2 separate regions of the Mus musculus genome follow, and region 2 is linked to region 1. Evidence: chromatin contacts called from public promoter capture Hi-C data. All regions are on one chromosome and are shown on one strand. Each heading gives the region's core, a stretch centred on a gene start, on an enhancer-like site or on the middle of the called end of the contact. The rest is flanking DNA. Distances are from core to core; before and after follow the strand shown. Region 1 holds the start of Usp29 (ubiquitin specific peptidase 29). Region 2 holds the start of Zfp418 (zinc finger protein 418).

Region 1 (3,580 bases), core at 190-2,689:
GTGTGAGGTGAGAAACCCCATCTCAGGACTGGGGAATTAAAACTGCATACCCTATCCATAAACCCACCACTTCACTATCATCTAGCAAGCAAGCAAGCAAGCAAGCAAGCACGGCTAAGTCTTTCAGTATAAATATAAAACTGAATCCGAGGTATCAGATTAGCTATGCTCTTAGGTAAAATCGCTTTTAACCCATGGACCACGGTCTTGCATTTTTTCCTTTAAAATTAAAACAGTGCATTTTACGTGTCTAATAAAAAATACAACCCGGAGTTTTAGCAGACACACAAAAATACAATTTGTGGATTTACTGGAATTCAAATCTGTTCTGCAGAGTACATTCTTAGTCATAAGAAAAGATGCTCCGTAAATACCCCTGTAATTAGTCTTTCACACACCTGTGCTTATTCCCTTAAATTTCTTGGCAGTGAAATGGTTCCATCAATAGTACATTAACAAACTTTTAATAATTCATCGATTTTACTGCCAGGGAAGAAATACCATTTATCTGCCAAGGAAATTCATGGGCACAGAGAATAAAGCCAAAATCATCTTTCTGTAGTCTGTTCTCCCCTCCCCCATTCCTTTTCCTAGAGGTAACCAGTTAAAAATTTTTTTTTTGCAAATTGTTCCAGAAGCTTTGCCCACATTTGTATATTTTTTAACAAAGAAATAAATGAGAGAGAAAGAAAGAGAGAAAGAAAAAAAAAACCACTTACCATTTCGTTTCTACAAACTTCGGCAACGGGTTTTATTTCATTGGGATCTATTCCGATCCAGGTCCTTTATGGCAGCGATACCTCCGTTATTTTTCCTGGTGACATAGGAATGTCTTCTATCAGAGGCAGGCTTGGTAATCTACCTGCTTGCTCTCCTCGCAATTTCTTGCTATTCTATGCAGTGGATTCACGCAATGATGGTTGACCACATGCGATTCAGCGCGCTGCCATAAACCGCCTTCACCCGGTATCTCAGGTTGGCGTTTCGCTATGCAGACAGTCAGGTCAAGATTCTTCCAGCCATTTGCATTGTCCTGTGACTTGCGGTCTCTTTTGCCCCCTTTTTTGCTTTGCTTTTGTCCTTCCCTTGTTGGTTTCCAATAGCTCTTCGTTTATTAAGGAAATTAGCTTAGTGCTTGGGTGTTGCAGGCAGAAAAGTCCTTTCTTCCACCTTTATCGTTCGTGGTTAGACCTCAACGTATGTGTTTCTGTCTCGATTTTTCATGGTTTTTCTTTTTTCCCGATTTTAGACAAATATATGCTTGTCGTTTTTCCCTCTCTCTCTTCTCAGGTTTTGCATTGGGGCATCATTAGTAGGTATTTCTGATTCACCCCGATTTCTTTTGGGGGGGCTGCATCCCTTCACACCCACATCCCATCCCCCTTTTCCAGACTCTGCTTGGGGGCCCCTAACACTGACTCCGTTGACGTCAACTCCGTGCCTTGGCGCCAAGCTGTTGCCTTGACAACAGCAGTCTGATTGGCAGGGTGTGGGAGGCGTGGTGAGGGCCCAAAGCGGGGAATGGGGTCTTGGATTGGTTAGAGAGGAAGCTCCGCCTCTGCAGAGGACCCTGACAAGGAGGTGTCCCGCAGCCCTTGCTGCAGACGCTGGGGAGTCAGGAGTCGCGGGAGGACGAGCATCGGAGGAGAAGCGGAGAGATGTCCACCCTGGGCTGGTGGCGCCGCCGGGCGCCCGGTTCAGTGTGGGTGCACTAGACTGCCGACCCTGGTCGGGGTGTGTGCGTAGAGTGCTGTGCTCCGGGAGGTGAGTCAGCCGGCCACCTGGCTGCTCTGCAGCATGCACCCTCTTAGATACCGTCTGCAGAGTTCAGATGGTGTTTGGGGTGCGTTGCCGCGGGCCAGGGGCGGCAGACCATATCACGGCTCCCAAGGGTAACTGACAAGGCTGCAGACTGCGCCTTCGGGAAGGGGGAATCACCACGGAGCGGCCGTGTTGCCGCAGGGATGCCATTTAGGTGACAGGGATTTAAAGAGGTATTCTATAGGTCCAGGCCTCGGAGCCTCAGGGTCCCGCGATCTTAGGGTCTTAGGGCTTTAGGTGTGAACCACCCAGAATCCCGGGAGAATCCAGGCTCCCTGTCTCATCTGCGTGGCCAGCCACGCAGATGATGCAGAAGTCCTGTTACAAGACCACCACAGTGGACATCAGAGTGCCGTCTCTGAGCAACCTCTTCTGTGGTTTCATTTTCTTTGCTCAGCAAAGTCTAAGGGCTATGCGGTTAACCCGATCGCCAGGTCGTCTGGCTGGCAGGGTCTTCGCAATCTAGCCATCTACCGCTAAGCGCGGCACTGTTCTTGGGGGCGGGTCTTGTTTTGCCGCAGTGGCGGTGGGCGGGGCTGAGGGCAGCTTAGGGGCGGGACTAAAGCAGAAGCTGTGAGATACTTTTCGGCTCCACCCAGTTGGCGCCATCTTGGAGGGTGGAGACAGGTTTGCTGCACAGGCTTATCCTGATTGGCTGCCTATGGTGGGGGCGGGGCCATGGCGGACTCAGCAGGCCCAGCCCGCTTGGCGCCATCTTGAAATGACCGCGGATTTGCCGCGCAGGCGCCGCTTTAGCATCAGATAAAGAGACTAAAAGGCCGAAGTGGCTTGAGTCTATGGGGTGCTAGCTCCTCTGGCTCTTCCTTTGCTAGTTGGCAGTAAAGATGCACCCCAGTTGTCGGCTTATCTGACTGGCCGAGTGGCCTAGACCCTCACTCAGTCTTAGTTTGCCGCACGAATGCTGCCATCTCGCGGCCTTCCATTTAAAGGATGGAACGGCAGGCTCAAACAATCCATTTTTCTGTGGCTAGATTTTGGTTGCAGAGCCTCAAATTGACATCAAGTGACGGGTCTTTTGACCCTGGACTGTATCTGGCTCCATTTATGAGGAGCACTGTGGGGTTTATGAAGAGTTAAAAAGTGTCGCCCGGTTGTCTGGAGGGAGAGGCTATCGTCCTGAGTGACTGACAGACAACAGGACCTTGTTCACCTTTGCTGGTTATACCCGCGCCACAGACAGAAACTGTAATAGGTGCCATCATGAGTGACAGCCCAGATGGCTGCAGGAGGTGGGCTTTAGGGAGGGGTTATTATTCTGAATGACAAGGCCTCATAGCTCCGCCCATCCTGGCGCCATCTTTCCTGGCCAAGGGCGGGGCTTCGATGCTCTGCAGGTATCTTGAATGACAGCTGGACGGGCATGCTGCATAGAGGCGGGCTATAAGGAGGGGCTTTATAATCCTGAGTCACCACAAAGCCCCACCTACCCTGACGCCATCTTTGCTGGCTGATGGTGAAGAAGGGAGTGGCAGGGCGGGGCTATGAAGAGTGGCTGCTGATATAGTGAGGCACAATCTTGAATGACAGCCCATCCGGCTTCAGGGGGTGGGCCTGAGGGTGGGGCTCAGGCCTTGATTGACGTGGCCACACAGCTTTATGGGCCTGTGAAGTTCTCAGCGGGTGTCATCTTGAGTGACAGCTGGATGTGTTTGCGGCAAGAGGCGGGTCAGGAGGAGGGGCTCTCTGGTCTTGAGTGCTCACAGAGCCCCGCCCAATTTGGCGCCATCTTTGCCAGCAA
Region 2 (3,997 bases), core at 576-3,075, 440 kb before region 1:
TATGCTTATGGTATTACTAACAAGACCAGCTTCCTTTTGGCCATGATGGCAGACTCTCATTGTATAAGCACTTAGGAGGCTGAGGCAGGAAGGAGTATCACCTGATCAAAGGAGTTAAGAAAAAGCCTTCAGGACACTCCCTAACACCCTAGAGCTCCCAGGGACTAAACCACCAATCAAAGAGTACATATGGAGGGACCCATGACTCCAGCTGGATATGTAGCAGAGGATGGCCTTATTTGGCATCAATGGCATCCTTGGTTCTATGGAGGCTTGATGTCCCAGAGCAGGTGAATGCTAAGGCAGTGAGGTGGGAGAGCTCCCTCACAGAAGCAGAGAGGAGGGGGATAGGATAGGGGGTTTGTGGAGGGGAAACTGGGAAGGGGGATAACATTTTAAAAGTATTAAAATAATAAAATAAAGCTGATTCTGTTTCCTAATCCACCCGTATTCAAGGATAAACAGCAGCCTTCAGCAATCAGGATGTCTCCATGCTTAATTTTCCCCAGAGTTGTAGATCTGTGTGACTAGCCAGCGGCTGACATTCCCACTATACTACTGGGTTTTGAAATCTCAGTCTCCCTCTTTTTGTATTTATTTATTTATTTATTTATTTATTTATTTATTTATTTATTTTCTCCCAGTATGCATATGTATGTGAGTGTACAAGTAGAAAAGCAGGGCACAATTTTCAGGAATCAGTTCTCTCCCTTTATCATGTAGGTTCTGGGGACTGACTTAAGTACTCAGGCTTGGTAGCAAGTGCCTTTACCAACTGAGCTATCTTATCAATCACTCATTCTTTCTTAGGGTCTCACCATGTATCCCAGGCTGGCTTTGAACGTGCCTTGGTCCTCTCTAGTGTTCAGACTCCAGGGATATGCCTCCATGCTAAATGTTACATTCCATTCTTAAGAACCCCCACAAAAATGAATTCCACTACCAACGTGAGGCAAGAAGTGTGGCCACACTGGTGAACTTACTAGAACACCCCACACTCACCTGTATACAGACCATACCCTTTTCTGTAGATCTGGGAACCTGTGGGAAGAAAGTTGTAAGAATCAAAGACCATGGTAAGTTTTCATGGACCTGGACCCCTGTCCAGTCCTGAATCTTCATAACCTTTTATATCTAAATTATCTCTAAACTATGCATAGTGCTGAGTCATAGCAGCTGCGGGATGTTGCACAAAGCTTTATTCTCCTGAGGGCTCCATATTATTCTCTTCCAGCCCGCTCTAACTCTGTGCAGCTTTTGGAATATTTTGAATAACCTCTAGCTACATTTATCTTCCATTCAGTCCCGCTGGCTCCTCCGTAGTGAGGGCATAGTTAATGCACCTCACCTTGCCGTTTTTTTAGGCTGGAATGCTCCCGGTTAAAGTGGCCAAACGTGATACTGCCCACACAAATCAGTCAATCACTCTTCTCTTGGTCCCACTCTTCCATGCCTCATCAGACTAGTTACGAGAAATGCGGATCCCATCCACGAGCTTGGCACTGTTCTGGACACAGGGATTAAGTTTTTCATAAGGATGTGAGCTGAGCGGGAGTCCTCAAGGGGCTCTAGGACTCAAAGTATCTAGGGAGAGGGAGCGCCTAGTATGTGGCACTTACCTGAGCCAGGTGCTTCAGCGCCGCCATCCGGCTCTGTAGAGTACGCAGGGGCCGGTGCACGGCCGCCGCGGCTGATGATGGTCTGCTTGGCCGACACCCAGTGCCTGTTCGCTCTCGTACCTTTAGTCTAACTTGCTGATTTTAAAGCTCAGAATCCTCCAAATACCAACCCATGGACAGTTAAACCAAAGACAGGACAAAATGCAGGAAGTACCGCCCAATGTCTGTCGACCTTCCCAGGCAGAAACTGCCCTCTTTGGCTCAGCAGTTTGCTACTCTGCTCTTGGCATTGTGGGTAATGTAGTTCCTACTGCTCAGGCTTGAACCAACAGCAGCCCATAATCCATCCTCACAATGATCTTAATTTGTTTCAGAATATTTCTGCAGTAAAGGAAGAGTGGGGATTTTATTTGGGATTTTATTTGGGGGAACCTATATGTATTTATAAAGGAAAACACTCCAGATGCAATGCTGACACATCTCTGACCATGCTTAGTGAAGAAATATGTTGCTACTTATGGAAAGATATTCGACACACTGTAGCATGTTTTAAATAGAGATAATTTAGCCCAAATTTTGAAAGTTAAAACAGCAGACAGGAAAAACTTTTCGAGCCTCTCTTGAGAGGTTTTGTAAGCCACTCTGCATTTAGAATGAGTGAGTTAAATATAGAGTAAGCCAAATTGAAGAATAAATATGAAGAAAGAAATACCAAAACATCTAGTTGGGAGAAAATATCCAGCAAAAACCAAACAAGGCAGCCATCTGTGAGTCCTAATGGGGGAGATCCCCCGCAGAACAATGTCCTATCAGGTAACTTCAGGAAAGAACAAGGAGCACCATAAAGGGACAACATCATCCAATCAGGTATTCACAGCACTAGCAGAAGCTAACAGGGTGGGGAGGGCAAGGTGAGGCAATGACGGAGTTCCTGACTGAGCTTTCTCCCCAGGCATGAGCTTCCTATGGCTGAATTGTTCTTTTTCAATACAATAACTTATTAATGTATTATTTGTTTCTTTGTTTTAAGACAAGGCATCACTTCATAAGCCTGGCTGGCCTGGAACTCACTATGTAAACTACGCTGTTCCCTAACTCATAGGGATCCTCCTGTCTCTGGAGTGCTGGAATTAAAGGCATGGGCCATCACTCTGGGCACATTACAGAGATTTTTATATCCTAGGAGAAACAGTAGTAAATTTTGTTAGAAATGTTCACTTTATACCTGTTCTGAAGGACACACAATTTAACATTCAGGCTGTTTTGCTTTTCCCTCTGAATGAAAATTAAGACACAATAGCTCCAGGGTATGGTGGAAGAGGAAATTTTTATTGTAGATGTAAGGGAGAGTATAGACTGAGGCATCTAGAAAGATTCAGACAGACCAAGAGAGAGAGAGAATTCAAGGGAAGAAGTGAAGAGAAGAGACAGAGACAGAGACAGAGACAGAGACAGAGACAGAGAAGGGGTAGGGGGTAGGAGCAAGCTGATCAAGAGAGGCAAGAGTAAGCCAAGAGATCCTGTGGCTGAGGAAAGAGAAATTGAGGGAACTTAAGGGAGGTCCCTGGGTTAGCGTAGGGTGCAGAGTGAGAAGTGCCTACAGGAGCAAAAGGTACTGGCTGAGACTAGAGGCCAAGCAGACAATAGTATTCTTATAGCCCCTTGTTTCTCTGGGACTTGACACCCTCTTCATCACAGAACTTGAGAAGGGAGCAGCTCAACTCCAGACAAGGGACTTCAGAAAAGCACTTCCAAGGGAGTGCTTTTTCTAAGTTGACTTCAAGAGCCTCATCAAAGAAAAGTTTCATTGGATGATGTATGGGTGTGGATGTGTGTGTATGTAGGGGGGTGGTAATGGAGATCTGATATCTTGCACAGGTTATGTATTCACTAAATCACCTTTTAAAGAGAAAGTAAAGGTTTTGGTTCCCAGACTCCACTGAGACTAGTCTGCACAGGTGAGAGTGTGGACTACAGAAGATAACAGCTTCTGGGACAGGTCCCATTTCAGGGCTTCACCTTCTGCCAGGAGGCAAGTCTGAACACCAGATGTCTGTGCACCTTCCCTGAAAGAGGAGAGCCTGACAGCAGAGAGTGTTCTGACCACTGAAACTCAGGAGGGAGCTAGTCTCCCTGGTCTCCTGGTAGGGAATAACAGAATCACGAGGGGAACGATCTCTAACGAGAGACAACTATAATAACTGACTCCAGAGTTTACCAGATGGCAAAAGGCAAACACAAGAATCTTACTAACAGGACCAAGACCACTCACCATCATCAGAACGCAGCACTTCCACCTGACCCAGTCCAGGACACCCCAACACACCAGAAAACCTAGACCCAGATTTAAAGGCATATCTCATGATGATGGTAGAAGA

What was found. Promoter capture Hi-C pulls out the DNA fragments that hold promoters and counts their contacts.
Region 2: a contact with region 1 is called in a promoter capture Hi-C map of hippocampal neurons, with 2.1 times the contacts expected there. The contact joins the promoter of Zfp418 here to the promoter of Usp29 in region 1. A contact is called at or near these places in 5 of 39 promoter capture datasets (cranial neural crest, embryonic stem cells, hippocampal neurons and 1 more), 1 of 484 Hi-C or Micro-C datasets (embryonic stem cells) and 2 of 115 datasets of contacts at active chromatin or transcription factors (craniofacial prominence and embryonic stem cells).

Annotation. Positions count from the first base shown.
Region 1 is chr7:6,728,442-6,732,021 of GRCm38.p6, reverse strand. Usp29 (ubiquitin specific peptidase 29) reads right to left here and starts at 1,439. Exons shown (of 8, transcript NM_001360502.1): 1 at 720-1,439. Peg3 (paternally expressed 3) reads left to right here and starts at 1,603. Exons shown (of 9, transcript NM_008817.2): 1 at 1,603-1,764.
Region 2 is chr7:7,169,181-7,173,177 of GRCm38.p6, reverse strand. Zfp418 (zinc finger protein 418) reads right to left here and starts at 1,825. Exons shown (of 4, transcript NM_146179.2): 1 at 1,620-1,825; 2 at 1,003-1,041. The coding sequence starts at 1,646.